3 separate regions of the Mus musculus genome follow, and all the other regions are linked to region 3. The links are chromatin contacts, called in public HiChIP or PLAC-seq maps. All regions are on one chromosome and are shown on one strand. Each heading gives the region's core, a stretch centred on a gene start, on an enhancer-like site or on the middle of the called end of the contact. The rest is flanking DNA. Distances are from core to core; before and after follow the strand shown. Region 1 overlaps Lima1 (LIM domain and actin binding 1). Region 2 overlaps Lima1 (LIM domain and actin binding 1). Region 3 overlaps Nckap5l (NCK-associated protein 5-like).

The links. HiChIP or PLAC-seq counts read pairs in DNA pulled down with a chosen protein or histone mark.
Region 1: an H3K27ac HiChIP or PLAC-seq map of embryonic stem cells shows a contact between it and region 3, with 6 times the contacts expected there. The contact joins two enhancer-like sites. A contact is called at or near these places in 1 of 39 promoter capture datasets (pre-B cells) and 1 of 115 datasets of contacts at active chromatin or transcription factors (embryonic stem cells).
Region 2: a contact with region 3 is called in an H3K27ac HiChIP or PLAC-seq map of embryonic stem cells, with 7 times the contacts expected there. The contact joins two enhancer-like sites. A contact is called at or near these places in 1 of 39 promoter capture datasets (cranial neural crest), 5 of 484 Hi-C or Micro-C datasets (the G1E-ER4 cell line, cerebellum, embryonic stem cells and 1 more) and 2 of 115 datasets of contacts at active chromatin or transcription factors (embryonic stem cells and stem cell-derived neural progenitor cells).

Annotation. Positions count from the first base shown.
Region 1 is chr15:99,832,320-99,836,645 of GRCm38.p6, forward strand. All of the region lies in intron 2 of Lima1 (LIM domain and actin binding 1), which reads right to left. It overlaps Gm17057 (a long non-coding RNA gene), which reads left to right. Exons shown (of 2, transcript XR_384452.3): 2 at 1,860-3,702. Among named protein-coding and RNA genes, the nearest start is that of Gm17057, 17 kb to the left of the region's middle. Within about 2 kb of position 3,077, at least 66 of the 459 cell types and tissues checked have an H3K27ac peak or open chromatin away from gene starts, as enhancers often do. A contact at or near this core is called in embryonic stem cells, where this site is marked.
Region 2 is chr15:99,797,381-99,801,830 of GRCm38.p6, forward strand. The region is part of intron 7 of Lima1 (LIM domain and actin binding 1); the gene reads right to left. Among named protein-coding and RNA genes, the nearest start is that of Gm25897, 3.5 kb to the right of the region's middle. Within about 2 kb of position 2,496, at least 42 of the 459 cell types and tissues checked have an H3K27ac peak or open chromatin away from gene starts, as enhancers often do. A contact at or near this core is called in embryonic stem cells and palatal mesenchyme, where this site is marked.
Region 3 is chr15:99,418,447-99,423,165 of GRCm38.p6, forward strand. It overlaps Nckap5l (NCK-associated protein 5-like), which reads right to left. Exons shown (of 13, transcript NM_001001884.1): 12 at 4,690-4,719; 13 at 3,588-4,462. The coding sequence ends at 4,253. Among named protein-coding and RNA genes, the nearest start is that of Nckap5los, 12 kb to the right of the region's middle. RefSeq lists an enhancer at 1,508-3,111. Within about 2 kb of position 2,230, at least 174 of the 459 cell types and tissues checked have an H3K27ac peak or open chromatin away from gene starts, as enhancers often do. A contact at or near this core is called in embryonic stem cells and palatal mesenchyme, where this site is marked.

The sequences.
Region 1 (4,326 bases), core at 1,827-4,326, 410 kb after region 3:
ATCAATGGAAATAATGTTCACTGGGAAGGCAAATTCTGAAGGAAGCACCTTTGGTAACTGGGTTGGATAACTTTGTCAACTTGACCTAAGCTAGGGTTATCTCAGAGAAGGGACTGCCAATGAGAAAATGCTCCTATAAGATTTAGCTGTGGGCAAGCCGGTCGAGCATATTCTTAATTAGTGATTGATGGGGAAGGGCCCAGCTCACTGTTGGTGGGACCATCCCCGGGCTGGTAGTCCTATAAGAAAGCAGGCTGAGCAAGCCATGAGGAGCAAGCCAATAAGCAGCACCCCTCCACGGCCTCTGTGTCAGCTCCTGCCTCCAGGATGGTGCCTTGTTTGAGTTCCTGTCCTGACTTCCTTCAGTGATGTGGAAGTGTAAAGTGAATAAATGCTCTCCTCCCCAGCTTGCTTTGGTCATGGTGTTTTAGCACAGCAATAGTAACCCTCACCAGAACAGAGATCACGAAAAGCCAAGCGTTCATTGTCAGCCATGTTAAGTGTCCAGTGGGTGGCAGCTTATTACATTTAATATGCATTTGTGCATGCGCGCACACACACACACACACACACACACACGAGGAGGTCACAAGACAACCTGCAGGTGCTGATATTCTTAATCTACTATGTGCTTGCTGGAGGTCAAACTCGGATCATTAACCTGGGTGGCTAGTGCCTTTATCTGCTGAGCCATCTTGCTGGTTGGTTCAGGTAGGAGCCATGAGACACAAACGTCTGAGTGCTGAAGAGAGGCAAGAGCCAGTCACAAACGTTTAGGCCTTGTCTGCAGAACCGATAGTGCAAGAGGATGCACAAGACGCAGCACTGGAGACTTAACACTTTAGCAACTTGGAGAGGAAGAAGCTGTTAGAATGGCAAGGGACAGAGAGGCAGGAAAACCAGGGGACCAGCAGAGATGTCAAGGGAAGGGTGGGAAACAGCCAGAGGTTACAGGAGGACAAAGGGGAACTTGGTGACACAGATGTTAGTCTTGGTAGTTGTCTTCCATGATAAAGAGAACTCTAACTTGGCACCATGACCACTGCTAGCACCTCCTTCTCCCCACTGTTGCTCATGCAGCCCAGGCTCACTTGAAACTTGGTATGCATTGGAGGGTGCTTGCTAATCCTCCTGCCTTCGTCACCGTAGTGCAACAACACCGTAGTGGATCAACAGCACCATCAACTTCAACCTCAGTTATTTAACGGTCTTTGAAATTATTTCCAGTTTTTCATCACTGAAAATAGTGCTTTGGTGAATGTCTATGTGTGTATGTATGTATGAATATATATATATATACATATACACATATATATGTGTGTGTATGTATGTGTATACACACACACACACATATATATACATACATATATACATACATATATACATATATATACACACACACATATATATATTTATTTCATTCCAACTGCACTAAAAGGACTTAAGAGACTGCCTTAGTAGGAATTGAGAAACACAGCAGATTGCAGTTAAACTGGAACTTAGACCTGGCCTTGAACTTTTGTTTCCACACCCTGTGACAATCATCTTCTGTTTATTATACCAATAAATCAGTATAGAGAGCCAGACTCGATCACTGCACAGCCAGTGAATTATTCTTACGCTGAGTTTGGTTGAATAAATATTCACAGGCTCCTTTTTCTTCACTGTCCTAAGAGAAGTCCAAATCTTGAAATTCCAAATACTTTGGTTGTTTGCTTCTGTTTTGTTTTATGAAATAGGGTTTCATGGCCTTCAGCATGCTGTGCAGGCCAGGCTGGCTCCGCCTATGTCCACCTCCAAGTGCTGAGTGTGCACTTATCATGCTTGCTTTTGTCTTTTAAATGCTGTCTGGCATTTAGGGTGCCTGGTGTCCGAGGAGGCCAGAAGAGGGCATCAGATCCCCTTGGACTGGAGTTACAGATGGTTGTCAGCTGCCAAGAGGATGTTGGGAACTGAACCTGTGTCTGCTAGAAGAGCAGCTGGTGTCCTTAACCACTGATCCATCTCTTCCTCCTTAAGATGGCGTTTCTCTGTGTGGTTCAAGCTAGACTCCACCTTCTGGGCTTCACTGACCCTTCTTCTGTGTGGTAGCACAGGCTACCACAGAGGCTGTGAAGCTCAAGAGACCCAACCTTCCTGCAGCGTGCAGGATTAAACCTATGGCCATACCTGCGCTGGGCACGTGCTCCTCACTGGACTTTCTTACCATCTCTCAAGTGTAGCGCCAGAATTCAGGCCTCGGACTTTGTTTGGAAAAGTGGGAAGGGCACTTTGAAGACTCAAGTTGAGGGGGAAAACAAAAAACAAAAAAACCCACTTGCAATGGCATTCTCTAAGCAAGACCCAGTGTGGGGTGGTGGCACTGTATGCAATTTCTGGTACTCAGGAGAATCTGTGTCCAAGGCCAGCCTGGGCTACACATTAAAACCTGCTCTCAAAAAAAAAAAAGAGTTCTATAATTAAAATCTCATGCCACTCCCTTCCCAGAGTTCTGGTAGTCATCTGGGACCACAGATGACCATCCCATCCCCTCTCCCTCACATATGGAATCTAATCTTGCAACTGTTCACTCCCCACAGCTGTGAGGCAGGCAGCTGACAGAGGACACTAAAATTATCTGGAGGATAATCACAGTGTCTGAAATATTTCTAAGGCCAGAAAACAGAGTTCCTGAGCGATGACCCTTGCTTGTGTGCTTTCGGATAGAGAGAGGAACTCTGGGCCTAAAGAAGAAAACACGGGAACTCCCAAGGTTAGGTTTATTTTATTATTTCTAGAACAATTTCACCACAAAAATGTCAAAGAGAAGCAAAAGAGGAAGCCATCAAGGAAGGTCTGAGAGCCTCTTTCATTGCTGTTATTAAATAAGCCCCCCTCCCCCCCCACACCCCTAATTCCGTACCCTCTTTAGCACGGGGATTCAGTGGTAAAAGGGTGCTGGCTCAGCCAGAGCCATGATATGGGGAAGAGGACACAACTGGTGGGGGCTGAGGGATCGGTGGGCCGGACTGACCAGTTCCTCAGCATGTGACTAACCTCGTGACCGACCTTTAATCACAAATTCCTTATAGGCCAGAGTGGGACAAAGGTTAGGCAGGTGTGGTTTCAAACTCTGTCAGCTGCTGGGTGCTCTTCTCAGTGCTAATCTACTCAGAACCTAAAACAAAACCGCCATCAGGGCAGGGTCTGGGCTCAGCCCTTCCATCTCTCCAGAACTGGCAGTGGAGGCTCTTCCGAGGACCTCAGGGAAGACGACTCAAAAATAACAGGGCCAGATTCCCTTTAACTTCAAAAATATTGATTCAAACAGGAAACCAAACTCTGCCAGTTAACCTTTATCAAGAGAAGAATCATATGATGCTGAAACCACAGGGAAGGGAACCCAAAGCTCTTCAAGCTGCCGTTAATAGGACCTTTCTTATGCCAGGGGCGATGGTTTACAAAGCAGAGATCTAAAAGTGTATAAATTTATAAAGAGCTAAGTGTGGAGATATAAAGAGCCTGAGACTTAGGCTCTGTTGCCAGGAACAACTCTTCTGTACGCATAACTATAAGATGAATCCCCTTTCTTGCCCCAGAGAGGGTTTCTCTGTGTAGCTCTGGCTGCCCTGGAACTCGATCTGTAGTCCAGGCTGGCCTCAGACTCACAGAGCGCCTCCTGCCTCTGCCTCCCAAGTGTTGAAATTAAAAGTGTGCACACTATGCTCTGCTCTAATTATTTATTTATTTTAAAGTAACTCTTTAGTCACACAAACAAACAAACAAAAACATAGTCCTATAGCCATCTTTGGGAATATGTAGTGAGTATTAAAGTAATATTAGCAGCATGTTTCCATTTAATATGAAACCTAGGAAAGAAATCCAGGCTGAGCCCTTCATTTTTTTTTTAAGATTTTCTAAAAAAGATTTATTTATTTATTATATGTAAATACACTGTAGCTGTCTTCAGACACACCAGAAAAGGGCGTCAGATCTCATTACAGATGGCTGTGAGCCACCATGTGGTTGTTGGGATTTGAACTCAGGACCTTTGGAAGAGCAGCCAGTGTTCTTAACCGCTGAGCCATCTCTCCAGCCCCTTTTCTTAGATTTATTTACTTATTTTATATATAAGTACACTGTAGCTGCCTTCAGACACACCAGAAGAGGGTGTCAGATCTCATTATGGATGGTTGTTGGGATCTGAACTCATGACCCTTGGAAGAGCAGTTAATGCTCTTAACCGCTGAGCCATCTCTCCAGCCCTTCATTTTTATGGCTGGCCCCACTTCTGTATTTACAATTAATATTGATAATACTGTGTGCGTGCTCGCGTGCCTGGAGAGG
Region 2 (4,450 bases), core at 1,246-3,745, 380 kb after region 3:
AGAGCCAGTCTTGGAGAGTGGGCTCATTTTAAAGACTCAGATTTAATTCCCAGCACCTACATGGTGTCTCACAATCATCAATACAATACTCTAGTCTCAGGGGATCCAGCAACCTTTTATGACCACTTCAGGTGTCAGGAACAAACATGGTGTATAGACATACACACGCGCGCGCCCGTGCGTGTGCGTGTGTGTGTGTGTGTGTGTGTGTATGGGAAAACAGACCAAAACACTGCCATACCTTGGTGAAGGGTCGGGGTTGGTGTGTGTGTGTCTGTGTGGGATCAGGTTGGGGAAGAACAATAAAAACCAACAAAAAACTTCCAGTTTTTTTTTTTTTTAAACAAGAAGCAGACCCTATGTAGAGGTATATATCTCTTCCTCAGAAGCCATCAACTTTACATAAAAGTGTATATATATATATATCACTTTTATTTTTAAGTATATATATATCAAGGTCTTTAATGAGCTGAATACATTCACAATGGAGACTAGGTGGCTGGCCGACCACACCTGAATGCCAGCATTCCCCCCCTCCCACCCCCAGTCTCTTTTCACTACAGGAATTCTGCCTTGGCAGAGGATAAATCAGAAAAATCACAGTTGACGTTTAGCGAGTGTTTACTATATGCCAAGTATCGCACTGATGGCCTCACATGCAGCATTTCATTTGATGACATGAAATACTTTTCTCTGAAAGCCGTGCTTGGTTATAAAGAGGCCATTCCTGCTGGCAGGTTGGCACATGCCCGTAATCTCAACACTTGAGAAACCACAGAGAGAGGAGGGGCCAGAAATTCAGGGTCATCCTTGCTAACACAGCCTGTGCTACATGAGACCCTGTGACCCAAAACCAAAACCAAACAAGATGCTCAGCTCTTGAGAATCTGTAGGTACACCTTTCCTGGGATATTCTCTCCCCTTGAATCCGGTCCCCTTGAACCTGTGGGGGTACACGTAACGCTGACATCACTGCCCACCGGCAGACAGAGGTCATGAACTCAGAAACTTCCAGGCAGGAGTATCGGAGACCATGCTCAGACATCTCCTTGAAGGAAGAATAGCAGCTTGACAAAGCATGGTATTTCAAGAAAGTTTCCTTGGGGCTGCAGAGGTGGCTCTGCAGTTACGAGCACTGGCTGCTCCTTCATAAGACCTGGGCTCAATTTCCAGCAACCACGTAGCGGTTCCAGATGATCCAAGGCAGTCTTCCATTCCCAAAGGATAAATATCGCCCCCTCCCACTTGTGTGTGTGTGTGTGTGTGTCTGTTTTGCTTTCTTAAAGAACAGCTCCTATAGCACCAGAGTCCTTTTGCAGCAGACCGAAGTTTAAAACTGTGCTTAGGCACTGCTTAGCACGTGGTGGCGAGGTGCGCACCAAGGCTCTGAAATCCCACAGACTTGGACACAGTCATGTTCGCAGACTCACAGGTCGTGCGGGAAGAGTATCTGTTCTCTGCCCCTTCCCTCCCCACCCACTCTCCCAGTTATGATTCACTGCACCCCGTGCTCCTTTAGGCTGTAATTAAAATGTTCTGATCTTGCCGTTCAGCCTAGAGTTCTCATTTCAAATCAAACCAGCAGGAGGACAATCAGGAATTAAGCACAAAACACAGAATTAAAACCACGTGACCATGATTTTCCAGATAAGTATTTCTTCAGAGACGCCCCTTAGGTAACAAAGCAGGGAGGCATTTCAATGCTGCGGATTTTTTTTTTTTTTTTAATTTACAGACTATAAGGAAAATTCCAAACATATCTGCTGGTTATATTTGAGAAACAGCTTTCACTAGGCAGGCATGGGGAACTACACCTTTAGTCTCAGCAGTCAAGAGACAGAGACAGACATATCTCTGTAAGTTTCAGGCTAGCCTAGTCTACCCAGCAATTCCAAGCCATCCACGACTACAGGGAGAGAACTTGTCTCAAAAACATTTAAAAAAAGAAAGAAAGAAGAAGAGCCCACTTATACAGTTTATTGTTTATCTTATTATAAGATCCTTTTATTTTCTATGTAGGAGTGCTTTGCCTGCATGTATGTATGTGCACTATGTATGTTCAGAAGAGGGTGCTGGCTCCCCTGCAATTGGAGTTACACACAGTTGTGAGCTGCTATGTGGGGGCTAGGAATTGAACCCTGATCCTCTGAAGAACAGCCAGTGCTCTTAGCTATGGAGGCATCTCTCCAGCCCAGTCTGACATTGATTTGAGGAGTCTATGGTTGCCAAGTATGCTGTCTACATAAAGTTGTTACCTGCTACAACTAAGTTGTCCCTCTAATTGTGATTTGCTGAAACAGTCCCCATGCCTTCCCACCGATGTCTGATCGGCCTAGAAGGCTTTTCCAGATCTTGCCCTGGCCTCTTCCTTCTGCCTGTCTCTCATTCCTGACTATTTACGCGAATGCCAAATCAATCAAACAGCCATTCCTAAGAGGTCAGTCCAGGTCTCTGCACTCAGCTATGCCTGCGTGTGTCTATTCTTCTTCTTCTTCTTTTAAAATGCCACTTCTCCACACCCTTGGCCTATTCCTGCACATTCCTCAAGGCGTGGCTCAGACACCATTTTCCTGAAGAAGTCAGTTTAGCTAGCTCTGAACTCCTTGGCCCTACCATCTCGCAGGGAACCTACCATAATGATTCTTGATAGTTAACATGCTGGAGGGCTAGCCTGATAGTGTTCCTGCACATGAAGGCCACATGGCTTGGGGAGGAAGTGGGGGAGGGGAGGGAGGAAGGGAAAGAGAGAGAGAGAGAGAGAGAGAGAGAGAGAAGAGGGGAGGGAGGGAGGGAGAATCTGAATAAGAATAAAGGTTTGTGTGCTATTTTTCTGTTTTTTTTTTTAAAGATTTATTTTATTATTATATCTAAGTACACTGTAGCTGTCTTCAGACACACCAGAAGAGGGCATCAGATCTTATTAAGGATGGTTGTGAGCCACCATGTGGTTGCTGGGATTTGAACTCATGACCTTTGGAAGAGCAGTCAGTGCTCTTACCCTCTGAGCCATCTCTCCAGCCCCCGCTATTTTTCTGTTTTAAACAGACTCACGCTTCTCTGGTCTTTGCTTCCTTCATTGCTTCTAGGGTTACTGGTATTTGCTACTGTACCTGGCTTAGCCTTTCGTTTAGCCCCCATTATGTTAATTAATTGTTATATGTGTGGAGTGAGGACATACTACAGCACACACTGGGAGGTCAGATCTCTCTTGCAGGAGTTGAATCTCTCCTTCCATGGTGCTAGTGCTGGGGATTGGACTCAGGTCCTCAGCTTTGCCTGCACAGCCCTTCTCTGGGAAGCTGACTGGTTGGCCCGGCCTTTAGTTTCTAAGCTTTGCATTTCCTATGCTTCTTAACAAACCGCCTAGGATTCTAAACGGCCTCGAGTGAGCCCTGGAGATGTAACTCAGTAGTAGAACACTTGCCTAGTGTGCGCACTGCCTTGGGTTAATCACTACTGTAGCAAAGCCAAGACCAAACAAATAAGAGTGTTGTCAAGGGCTGGAGAGATAGCTCAACGGTTAAGAGTACTACTGTCTGATCTTCCAGAGGTCCTGAGTTCAATCCCCAGTAACTACATGGGGGTCTTACAACCATCTATAATGGAATCTGATGCCCTCTTCTGGCATGCAGGTGTATATGCAAATAGAGCACTCAATAAATAAATAATTAAAAAAAAATTTTTTTTTAAAGAGTAATGTCAAAAGCTTGTAGTCTCGGTGATTTAAAAGGCTGAGGCAGGAGGACTGCTGGAATGTACAAGTTCAAGATAAGCCTGAGCAACAAAGATCTGAAAACAAATTTAAAACAAAACAAGCAGGCTGGAGAGATGGCTCAGTGGTTAGGAACACTGGCTGTTCTTCCAGAGGTCTTGAGTTCAATTCCCAGCAACCCCACGGTGGCTCACAACCATCTTGTGGTGGCTTATAACCATCTTGTAAAGTGATCAGATGCCCTCTTCTGGAGTGTCTGAAGACAGCTACAATGTACTTAAAAATAAATAAATAATTCTTTAAAAAAAAAAAAAAAGACAAAAAAACCCACAAACCCAACCCTTTAAATATATATATATTTTGGTTTTTTGAGACAGGGTTTCTCTGTATAGCCCTGGCTGTCCTGCTGTCCTGGAACTCTGTAGACCAGGCTGGCCTTGAACTCAGAAATCCACCGGCCTCTGCCTCCTGAGTGCTGGGATTAAAGGCGTGCACCACCACGCCCGGCTTTAAGTATATATTTAAGAAGTATACCTGGGTGCTTTAAAGATAATATCTCAGGGCTGGAGAGATGGATTGAAGGTTTAAAGCCTTTGCTGTTCTTGCAGCGGACCCACATCTGTAACTCCTCCTCTGACTCTGAGGGCACCAGCCACTCACACGGTACACATACACACAACCAGGCAAACCATTATACACATTCAATAAAGTAAATCTCAAACAAGTTTTCAAAAATAA
Region 3 (4,719 bases), core at 980-3,479:
CAGAGACGCCCATCCTCCGTCCTCCACTGGCTCCAGCCCCGTGAAGATGGGATGGAAGTATCCCCAAAACTCCATCTGTGGTGACCCCCCCACATCCTCTACCCTTAAGGGATGAAATCAAAGGCTTAAAGTGTCTGCTGGGCAAACTGTAAACATGGCTGCCCCTGAGGTGGCAGAGTGACAAGATGATACCACACTGGAAACATTCACACAAGCCATCGCTTCAGAAACACAACTTAGTGATACACACCTGTGAGCCTCACACTGGTGAAGCAGAGGCAGGGGAATGGCAAGTCTGAGTCAGGCCTGAGCTACATAGCACGACTGTGTCTCAAAAAACTAATAAGCATCCAAACTAAAGTCTTAAAAATACTAAGACCACATTACTTTCTTTTCTCTTTTGGACAGGGTCTTACTGTGTAGCCCTGACTGTCCTGGAACTTGTGAGGTAGACCAGGGATTAGAGGTGTAGACCACCACAGCCCTGGAACTCACTCTGTAGACCAGGCTGGCCTCGAACTCAGAAATCTGCCTGCCTCTGCCTCCCAAGTGCTGGGATTAAAAGTGTGCACCACTATGCCTGGCTTCTATATATTTCTTATAAATATATATTATATTTTTTATTTAGATATTATTTATTTTATGTGAGTACACTGTCACTGTCTTCACAAACCAGAAGAGGACATCAGACCCCATTACGGATGGTTGTGAGCCACAGTGTGGTTGCTGCGAGAATTGAACTCAGGACCTCTGGAAGAGCAATGCTCTTAACCACTGAGCCATCCATCTGTCCAGCCCCATATATTCTTATAAAACATATATACTTACATATTTTATTTTAATTAAATATATTTATGTGTGAGCAAGTACGTAGCACACAGAAGTCAGAGGACAACCGATGGCTGTCTGCTCTCTCCTTCCACCATGTGGGCCTGGAGAAGTGAGTCAGGCTTGGTGGCAAGGGCCTTTTACCCCTGAGTCTGTACAGGGGTCTGACTGTTTTTGAAACAGGGTCTTCTGTAGCTGAGGCTACTACATTCTGCAGCTCAGGAAGGCCTGGCCTCCTGCCTCCCAGATGCTGATGCCAAAGTGTCAACACCTCACACCTGGCTTCCAAAAGACCATTTCTTTCTTTTTTGTTTTTGTTTTTTGTTTTTTTTTTTGGAAACAGGGTTTCTTTGTGTAGGCCTGGCTGTCCTAGAACTCACCCTGAAGACCAGGCTGTCCTAGAACTCATAGATCTGCCTGCCTCTGCCTCCTAAGTGCTAGCACGCTGGGCCTTGCTTTCTTCTTATGACAATCTATTATTGAACCTGCGATTTACCATTTGACCCAACTGGCTACTTATCAAGTCCTGATATCCACCTGGCTTGGCCCCCTCCCCCACCCCCAAGTGCTGAGGTTATAGACACACACCTTCAAGCCTGGCTTTTATGTAGGTGCCAGCTATTTGAAACTAGGGTTCATGTTCCCACAAGCAAGAACCGTACCCTGAAACTGGACAGAGGGCTGTGAATCAACCCAGATTTGTAGGTCTTTAATAATTAAAACGTTTTTAAAAAGCTGGTCCCCGGGGCTGGAGAGATGGCTCAGTGGTTAAGAGCACTGACTGCTCTTCCGAGCCAAAGGTCCTGAGTTCAAACCCCAGCAACATGGTGGCTCACAACCATCCTAATGAGATCTGACTCCCTCTTCTGGTGTGTCTGAAGACAGCTACAGTGTACTTAGATATAATAATAAATAAATCTTTAAAAAACAGCTGGTCCCCTTCCCTAAAATCACAGACGACCCCACAAGTACTTACCGTGAACTTTTGGCTTTAAGAGATTTATTTATACACTTGAATTACCCCAGAGAATAAGGGCGGGGATCTAGAGCTGGGGTTTGCTACAGAGCATGTTTTCTTTTTTTAAACTTTTTTTTTTAAAGGAAACAAAACATACTATTTGTGGGGGGGAAAAGTAGAAAAAAGGAAATAAAATAAACCCCTGGCAGCCTTAGAGAGGCTATTTTTTTTTTCTTTTTCTTTGTGTGTGTGGGTGTCGCGGAGGGAGGGGTGGGGGCGGGGGGCTTCCTGCAAAAGGAGAGGTGCCAGTGTGCGGAGCCCGCCTCTTTCCCGCCTTTTGGCTTTGGCCTTTTGGGGGAGGGCAGCTGTCTGGCAGTCTGAACTTCCTGTGTTTGGGAAACCCGGCTGAGGTCTTACATGAACATTCGCCCATTGTTCTTGAGGAGAGTGAGGTCACAGTAACTTTACAAGCAGCTGTTGCAAACCGAGACACCAAGTGTTCTGCCCCAGCCATGATCAAGGAGGTTTTCAGCAAAGCTTTCCTTGAGCGCCAAGAAACCGGGCTCCCTGGAGTATCAATAAACCCACATGCTCCCGCCCTCAAATTCTTTCAGTTGGAACCGAGCCCTGGGTCCGGGGAGGGGGGCCATTGTCATGTGGGCTATGGCTGACTGGGATCAGGCAGGAGTTGGGGGAGGGGGAGATTGTCATGTGGGCTATGGCTGACCATGGTGGGCAGGGCTGCCTCCCGGGACCACTATGGTTCCTGCAGCCTATCCTGCCCTGGGACATTTCTCCAGTCAACTCATTCTGACCCAGGGACCGAGGTGGCACCTGGTATTTTCAAATTCCTAGCATACTGAGCAGACCCTGTCGAGAACATGGATTTTGGTCTTAGCTTTGAAGTGAAGATGAAAGCCCACCATGCCAAACTCCTTTCCAGGAAGGAATGGGATCTAGGAGGCCAACGCAGTTCTAACAGGAAATGATGTAATGCATCAGGCTTAGGGCAATAACAGGTCAAGAAACCAGTCAGGAGTTGGTCAGAAACCAAGATGCAGACTTCCGTTAGTACACCTAGGAAGGGGCAGGGACAAAACTGCATTGTCAGACCCTGTTCTGGTCTTGTTAATTTCTTCAGTGATGGCGTCAGCTAAGGGAAGATGGCAGATGTGGGCGGAGCGTAGAGCGTGAAGGAGAACAGGGGCGGGGCCACCTGGCCTCAGGCTGCTGATGGGGCGGGGCCACCTGGCCTCTCAGTCTAATATACAGATGAGGAAAACCAAGGTTTGTAGTGATAGGTTTTTTTAGGAACGCCAGCTCTGGTGATAAATATCCTTGGCTTCTAGTGCTCCCGAGTCATATAGAGATGGTTTATAAAGCACGAGGAAGTGAGTTGAGAGACAGCATAGTGTGCCGGTGTGAGGGTAGTCCTCTCAGGCTCTTCCCCTCTCGGCCTGGGTAGTCACTGACTGTCCCGTGTCTATATATAAAGCCAGTGGGACTGCTCCGAACTGGCCAGTCCCCAACCTGGAGCATAGAGAGGTTTGAGCGCATGATCACAGGCCTCTTCCCCATCTTTCTCACCAAGGCTGCATGGCCTTGTGTGCCCTCTGGTCAGTGACATCCTCTGGGCTTCAGATCTACACAGGTCACTGTAAGTCACCTTCTAGCCAGCTCCTCCAGGGGAAGGGCACAGAGCCTCATTAGAGCACCCGAGGGTCCCTGGACCTACCCACCAGTCCACCCGAAGGATTATAGAGAAGCCAGCAAGCACAAAGGGGGGGCTGCCACACAACAGTCACGGTGGGGAGAGGCCTCCACGTTTTATTAGGGATGCTGCAGAAGCAGGGCTGCTTTTCAACAACAGATAAATTAACCGCAGTGCGGGTAGGGGTGGGGACTGGGCCAGGCGCTTATATATATATATATATATAAAAACAAAGATGAAGACAGACAAACAGACCCCACGATGTGGGGAAGGGAGGCAGCACCATTCAGACAGCAGGGAGGACCAGGGCAGAGTGAAGGCGACTTGTCCCCCTCACCCCCAAACTCCATAAGCCTGGGGCTTCCAAAATCAGCCCCATGGGGGCTTTGGGGCAGGGTTGCAGCCAGGTTGGGCAGAGGTGGCACAGCTGGCGGGCAGGAAGCCTAGCACCGCAAGATGGCTCGGCCTGAAGTGGGAGCTGGGACAAAGCAGCCTGGAGCCCCCGGTCCCGTAGAGCAGAGCCTTACTCTGGGGGAGTCAAGGGACTGGGGATGAGGTCTCTCCCTGAGCTGAGCATGGTTGTCGCATCCACAGCAGCAGTGGCATACGCCAGGGACCCCCCATCGCCTTCTTATCCTCTTTCTCCTTGGTCCCTTCAGGTCAAGCTTCACCGGCCCAAAGGCGTGGGGCGTGGAGCGCGGAAGCAGGTCGTTGAGGGTCCCTAGCTCCAGAGGAACTGTAGTGGGTGCGGTCCCTCAACCCTGACTCCCACAGGAGGATAGCGAGTCATAGAGGGAGTCACTTAGGGATTCTGAGGTCTCCAGCCCGGGGGCGCCCCCGCTGGCCACTCGGCCTTCCTCGCCCATGTCCGACGTGCTGGGGGTACGACTGCCTCCAAATGCTGGGCCCTGAGGTGTAGATGTGCGGCTGGGATCCACGCTCTGTTTTCGGTCTACGGGCAGGGCCTAGAGGAGAGGTACTGCTCAGAGAGGAATCGTAGCCACCCTGACTGCTGTGGGGGTCCACAGAGGCAGGAATAATGGAAGCCTTCTTCCAAAATGGGATGGGTGGGCGAACTTATCCTCACCTCCAGAGGAGGTGCTGGCTGGCTGTACACAGCTCAGAGACATCCATCTCCCAGTCTCTCCCTCCAGGCACCCAGGCCTCTCTCTCCTCCCTTCTGTGGCCTTACCATGGGGGTTCTAGGCAGTCCCTCCAGTTG